Regions from separate parts of the Ovis aries genome. Here region 2 is linked to region 1. The links are chromatin contacts, called in public Hi-C maps. All regions are on one chromosome and are shown on one strand. Each heading gives the region's core, a stretch centred on a gene start, on an enhancer-like site or on the middle of the called end of the contact. The rest is flanking DNA. Distances are from core to core; before and after follow the strand shown. Region 1 holds the start of NUDCD3 (NudC domain containing 3). Region 2 holds the start of YKT6 (YKT6 v-SNARE homolog).

What was found. Hi-C and Micro-C count contacts between places; a contact is called where the count stands out from the background.
Region 2: a contact with region 1 is called in a Hi-C map of muscle, with 4 times the contacts expected there. The contact joins the promoter of YKT6 here to the promoter of NUDCD3 in region 1. A contact is called at or near these places in 3 of 16 Hi-C or Micro-C datasets (liver, muscle and omental adipose tissue).

Annotation. Positions count from the first base shown.
Region 1 is chr4:78,569,094-78,572,468 of ARS-UI_Ramb_v3.0, reverse strand. NUDCD3 (NudC domain containing 3) reads right to left here and starts at 1,889. Exons shown (of 6, transcript XM_004007984.5): 1 at 1,666-1,889. The coding sequence starts at 1,857.
Region 2 is chr4:78,777,888-78,781,274 of ARS-UI_Ramb_v3.0, reverse strand. YKT6 (YKT6 v-SNARE homolog) reads left to right here and starts at 1,785. Exons shown (of 7, transcript XM_004007985.6): 1 at 1,785-2,029. The coding sequence starts at 1,926.

The DNA.
Region 1 (3,375 bases), core at 640-3,139:
GGGTCACCGCTGGCCCATCCCACCTCTCTCTCTGCCTTGTTCCCCACCTCCACTTTATTAAACTGTTCACCAAGTCTTAACCTTTGAGAGTGTCTAAAACATAGTAGGTGTCTTACATACTGTTACCAGATTCATGAATTACCTCTGTCAGTTTACCTGTAAAACAAGGAAAAAGATCAACCTATTCAGGTTGTTAGGAACAAATGACAACCTAGAACAAAAATTACATAACAACTACTAGGTGCTCAGTAAATGGTCCTTTCTTTTTTCTGCAAAAGATCACCCTAGACAAAAGTGTTGCCACTCTACAATGGATTGGTTAAATAATAGAACAGAAAGATATGGAATCAGAAAAATGAAGTTTTGAGCTCTAGCTCTATGATGAGTTTGGTCAAACCACTTGATCTGCTGAACTAGCACCCTCATTTGCCACATAAAATTCATCCTTATCTACTTCACAGGCTTCCGGGAAATTATTAATTTGCCAAAGGATTTGCTAAAAACCATCTCTGACACACAGTTCTCTGATCACTTGGATGGTACTTAACCACTACAAGGATGAGGAACAGCCTTAAGTTTTCAAACTGAATACCAACCTCACTCCTCATTTGACCATATTATCTCTGGTAGTTATTCAAACATTCTAAGCTTTTGTTTCTTCATGCAGGCACTTAGGAAAGTAATATCGGGCCAACCTGAAGCGAGTAAAAAGACTTCACGAGATAAACCTTTGAAATCACTTCATAAACTGTAAAGTGCTAGACGACAGTGAGAGGTATCGCCAGCATTTCCACCTTCTCAGGTTCCTGGCTCAATGCTTGACTGAGTATCCTCTGTCGATCCCATCAAAATTCCACCTCCTCTACAAAACTCGTCTTCATTTCCAAAAGATCATTTCTATTCCCTTCCTTCCAATGGCTTTGTCAGGTAACAGGCAAAGATCCCTGCTACTGTATTTCATCTCTTTAAATATAGCGTAAGTGTCCCAAGCAGAGAAACCATTATTTAACCATCCGCATAACCAGTGTATCTCTAATGCCTGCAGCGGCTGAGTGTGAACTCTTGCTTATTACATTTCAAATACCCCGTCAACTACAGTGAATGACAGCCTCCAACAATAAGCTTAACCTGGGATGCACACATATATGCTCATATGTAAACTTATTAAGTACTATTATACTATGTCTTCGATGTAAAAAGTCACATTTCAAATAAGAGACCCACACCCATCATACAGCCTCCCTCTCGTCCAGTAGTCGTAATTCTGGGGTGTGCAGGTGTCCGTGCTGCCGCCGCCCCTTCCCCAAGTCTAGCCTGCAGTTTTCATTCTCTGTCACTCGAAGGGTTACGCGCTGCTGGAGCTGACCGGAGCCCTAAGCTTCTGATATCCAAATGCACCCTATCGGACCAAGCTGCTATAGAGCCGGCACCTCTCGCACAGGAGTAAACTGATAACAGACCAGCATCTCGGCAGAAGCCGCGGCCGCAGAAGGCGGGTCGGGGGAAGCGCCAGAGGATGAACTGAGGCCGGCAGCGGAGGAAGCGGCGGGCTCGCAGGAGCCTGAGCTCCCAGAGGGTGGGAGACTACGGGAGCGGGTTCGCGGGGGTCGGGGCTCCCACGATCTTCCCCACCTCACCCCAAGCTTCCCGCCTACCGCGCGTTACCTGCAGCACCAGCGCCTGCGCGGCCCCCGGGGGAAAGCCCATGCGGTCCGACGGGTGGCGCAGCAGGCGGTAGAAGTCCGTTTTGCGGTAGAGGAAGCCGAAAAGCACACGCAGAAAGTCCTGAACGTTGCCCACGTGCTGCAAGATGCCCAGCAGGGCCTGATCGTACAGCTCGGCCGCCCCAGGCTCCATGGCGTCGCCGGCCGGAGGAAAGCTCACTCACTGCGGGCGCGGCCCGGACGCCGGCCTATGGCCACTTCCGGTGCTCTGCAGTAATGGCCTCGGCCGCTAGCGCGCCCGGGAAACTTCCGGTCCGCTCTTGTTCGCCCCCGCGGTGGAGCTGGGCTGGACTGCGCTGGAGCCGACTGGACCCGGGCACCGCCCCTACTGCCCCCGGGCTTCTCGGGCGGTCTCGCTGAGGAGCAGAAGGCCCCGAAGCGCAAGAGGACCCGGGGCTGCGGCATTGAGGGCGCCTAGTGGCCATGTTGGAAACTGGCGGAAAAGTTGTAACGCGGGCAACAACTGTTACGTGAGCCACGCTGTTGTCACGTGGTTTGTGGGCTGTGTTCCAGACTGGATGTCCAGAAACAAGGCGGGACAGCGAGAACATTTTGCTTGAGAGTCCAAAGAGGAAAATGCGACCTTTCTGTTGGTGTGTTTCCCGTTACTAACATAGTCGTGAGTGAAATGCAAGGTGATGTGCATAAATAAAAGAAGACAAGATTGTCAAGTGAGTGCATGTACCAGTATTAAATGGACAGAGCTAGATGCAGAATAGAGAATCTGGTGTGCCATCCTGTGAAATATACATATACGTATGTATATATGTGTGTGTGTAGTATATATGTGTACGCACAGTATATATATACTCACACAGCATGTATACGTGTTCTAAGGGTCTTTCAAAGCATAATCTGAAAATCGAAGCATAACACTCAAATATATAATGAACACATCAGAGATTTATCCATTTTAATTGACAGCTTTTCGAGAAACTGGGTATTTATAACTTTCAGAAAGCAGTAAGATGGCTAGATTGTATACAAAGCTGGCTGGTGTCCTATAAAATGGTGTAGATTATCTTTCCTAGTGGATGGAAATGATTTGCATCTCTACTGGCCTGAGATCTACAAGTTAACATGTTTCTTCATAGTATATGGACTCTAATGAATTGTAAATAAAGTCAAACTCAGATAAATTGCTCTAGAGCAGTGATTCCGAAACTTTTTGGACTTAGGACCTATTTACAGGGGATTCCCTGAGGGTCCAGTGGTTAGGACTCTGCATCAGAGTGCCCAGGTTCAATCCCTGGTCCAGGAACAAAGATCCCGCAAGTGTGGCCATGGCCAAAAGGAGAAAAAAAAGACCCATTTTCATTCTTAAAATATATCAAAGATTCTTTGGAGTCTTCATAAATTTTATGTGTGTTATGTTTATTGATAGTTACCATATTGGACATAAAAACAAAATGTTTAAATATTTATTTATGCATTTTAATATAATAAAAATATGTTAACATTTTTGTAAAGAAGTAAGGTCCTTCGCAAAGAGTCGGACACGACTGAGCGACTGACGGAACTGAACTGAACTGAAGGTTCTTCAGAGCAGTAAAAGTTTATGAGAAACAAAGCATCCTTTAAAATTTTTGCAAATCTCTTTACTATCTAGCTTAATTGAATCGATGACAGCCAGATTCTCATATCTGCTGCA
Region 2 (3,387 bases), core at 536-3,035, 210 kb before region 1:
AGCAACAGTTAGAATTGGACATGGAACAACAGACTGGTTCCAAATAGGAAAAGGAGTACGTCAAGGCTGTATACTGTCACCCTACTTATTTATCTTACATGCAGAGTACATCATGAGAAATGCTGGGCTGGAGGAAGCACAGGCTGGAATCAAGATTGCCAGGAGAAGTATCAACAACCTCAGGTATGCAGATGACACCACCCTTATGGCAGAAAGTAAAGAGAAACTAAAGAGCCTCTTGATGAAAGTGAAAGAGGAGAGTGAAAAAGTTGGCTTAAAGCTCAACATTCAGAAAACTAAGATCATGGCATCTAGTCCCATCACTTCATGGCAGATAGACGGGGAAACAGTGGAAACAGTGTCAGATTTTATTTTTCTGGGCTCCAAAATCACTGCAGATGGTGATTGCAGTGATGAAATTAAAAGACGCTTACTACTTGGAAGGAAAGTTATGACCAACCTAGACAGCATTAAAAAGTAGAGACATTACTTTGCCAACAAAGGTCCGTCTAGTTAAGGCTATGGTTTTCCAGTGGTCATGTATGGATGTGAGAGTCGGACTGTGAAGAAAACTGAGCGCCCAAGAATTGATGCTTTTGAACTGTGGTGTTGGAGAAGATTCTTGAGAGTCCCTTGGACTGCAAGGAAATCCAACCAGTCCATCCTAAAGGAGATCAGTCTTGGGTGTTCATTAGAAGGACTGATGTTGAGGCTGAAACTCCAATACTTTGGCCACCTCATGAGAAGAGCTGACTCATTGGAAAAGACCCTGATGCTGGGAAAGATTGAAGGTAGGAGAAGGGGACGACAGAGGATGAGATGGTTGGATGGCATCACGGACTCAACGGACATGGCTTTGGGTGGACTTCAGGAGTTGGTGATGGACAGGGAGACCTGGCGTGCTGCAGTTCATGGGGTCGCGAAGAGTCGGACACGACTGAGCGACTGAACTAAACCTCAGAGAACTGAGCCTCATTCACCCCCACCCACTGAAAAAGCATTATTCCAACATTTCAAACAAAATGAGGTTTTCCAAGTCATGGTATGCCAAGTGCTCCCTCAGTTTGGAGCTGAATCTCTGCTCCTTTTTAAGTGAAATGGCTCTGCTACTCTGAGGTTAGCAGTTGGCTCCCAGATTAGTGGTTGGGCAGCTGATTTCACAGGTAGTTGGCAGGCCCAGGAGACTTGAAGCCCGCAGGCTCGTGCTGAGCGGGTCCTGTGTCCAGAAATTTACTCCCACGCAGGCAGGACGCAGGAGTGGGAAGGGCAAGAGAGGGTTCAATTGACTGAAAATGAGAGGCAAGCCTTCACCTCCCGGCAGGAGCCTCGAAAAGGTCCCTGCCTTTCACTCAAAAAGGAGATCTGATTTACAAAATACTTTCCTAGAAGGCAGTTCGCGCGTAAATCAAAGTCCCAGGTGTAGGGTTTACAAAGTACTGGCGTGTGGGTGGGGCTCTGGGTCTAACTGCTCACAGGAAGGACGGCCCCCAGGACACAGGTGTTCCTACAGTACTCAGAAGGGCCGGGAAGAAGCAGGGGGGTGCTGGGAGGACTCAGGACGGCTAGGGAAGGAGGGAGAGGGCCTCGGAAGGATAAGGACAGCGGGAGAACGGTAAGGACTCGCAGTGAGACAGCAAGGGGGCCTACAAGATCCCCAACAGCCCCTCACGCGCACGCGCAGGACCCTGCACCACCCCCTCGTTCGTGTTTCCGGCTGCTGTTTTCTGCATCCGGGGCACGAAAAGACTCCGTTAGGCCTGGGGCGGCAGCCCCTGACCGGAACCGGAAGTGGACCCCGAGCCAGGAGAAGGAAGCCGGTGGCCGACCCGTCAGCAGCCGGCGGCGGCCTCGAGGGGCGGCGCTGCGCTGCTCCCTGCGAACCGGTGCCGCGGCCAGGCGGGTGGCCGGCCCAAGGGCCCGGCGCCATGAAGCTGTACAGCCTAAGCGTCCTGTATAAAGGCGAGTCCAAGACGGTGCTGCTCAAGGCCGCATACGATGTGTCCTCCTTCAGCTTTTTTCAGAGATCCAGGTGAGCGGGCCCTGGAGGGCGGCGCCCGGACGGGGAGGCCCGGGGTCCGGGTTGGAGACCGCCCGGGGATCGAGGCCCGGGACTTGGCCTCCCGCATTGGAGCCGGTGGTCTTTTCCTCGGCCTGTAGCCCATTCTGGAATATAGTCCGTAATCAGGGTTTTTCAAATTTTCTATCTTATAAAAATGACCGGGGGCTTTTGAAAAAGTACAGATTCCCCTAGATTCACGCCCAGTTGAGTTCCAGCAATCTGTATTTTAAACCAGCAACTCCCACTCAGTGGTTCTGACCCAGGAAGCTCACGTGCCACACCTTAAGCGCCACGTTTGTATTATCTGGCTGGGCTTTCCAACAGTTCGGTGTGAGAGTTCCTGGTACACTGTCATATTATGGAGGAAGTCACTGAGGCCCCAGGAGATGGATACCAAACCAGCCAGTACTCCAACCCAAATTGTATGCTCTTAATGGTTGGGCTCTAGTGGTACAAAAGGGTTCTACAGTGAAGATTTGGAAGGAAGCATGGAGGTTTTAGGGCTTACAAGCCTTTGAACATCTGCGAGGCACTTTAATGCAATCAAGTGTGTGTTAGAAGTACCACAGACACTTAACAGCCTGTTCGTGGGAGGGGTGGTGGTGACTCAGGCACAAAAGGAGAAAGACCCTGCAAAGTCTGTGTCTGTAGTCACCCAGTCTCCAGGTCTGGTAGCATCTGGATTCTGTTTTCACTACTTCATTGGGTTGTTTTGTTCTTGATGAGAGTGGCTTGCTGGCGGGATCTCAAACAATTCCTCTTGTTATTTTGTTGAAATTTGCTGCTGCTTTTTGGGTCCTTCTTGGTACTTACCATTCTCTATCATGACCTCTAGTCTCTGTTCTGTATTGCTGCTTTTCTGTGATGGAACTTTGGGTGCTAACTTGGTTAACTCTTGATTCTTTTCCTTTCTCTTTCCCCTACCCACATTTACTGACGATCCTCAGAGATTTCACTTTAGGACTTTCATCTCACTGGTTTTCGGTATCCAGACCAGTTTCAGATGATTAACACAACTGCAGTACTGTAGGGGAATCTCTACAAGTGTCTCTTAAAACAACACATAATCCAATTGAGCCCACTGTTTTTCTCATAAGTCCTCCTGTCTTCTGTCCTGCCCACCTCATGATTACCAGAATGCGAACCTCAGGCCTTCAGAACGTTTTCCAGCTTTTCTGGCTCTTGTATGCAGAATGTCACAATGAATGCAGTTCTTCCTTTGTCTAATTATATTTCTACTCTTAAGCTCTGTCTCTTTTTAGTTTTATTGCAAGGACTTCCTTATTTTCAGACTTTCCACTAAGGGATTTTTCTGGTCCTAGTCACTC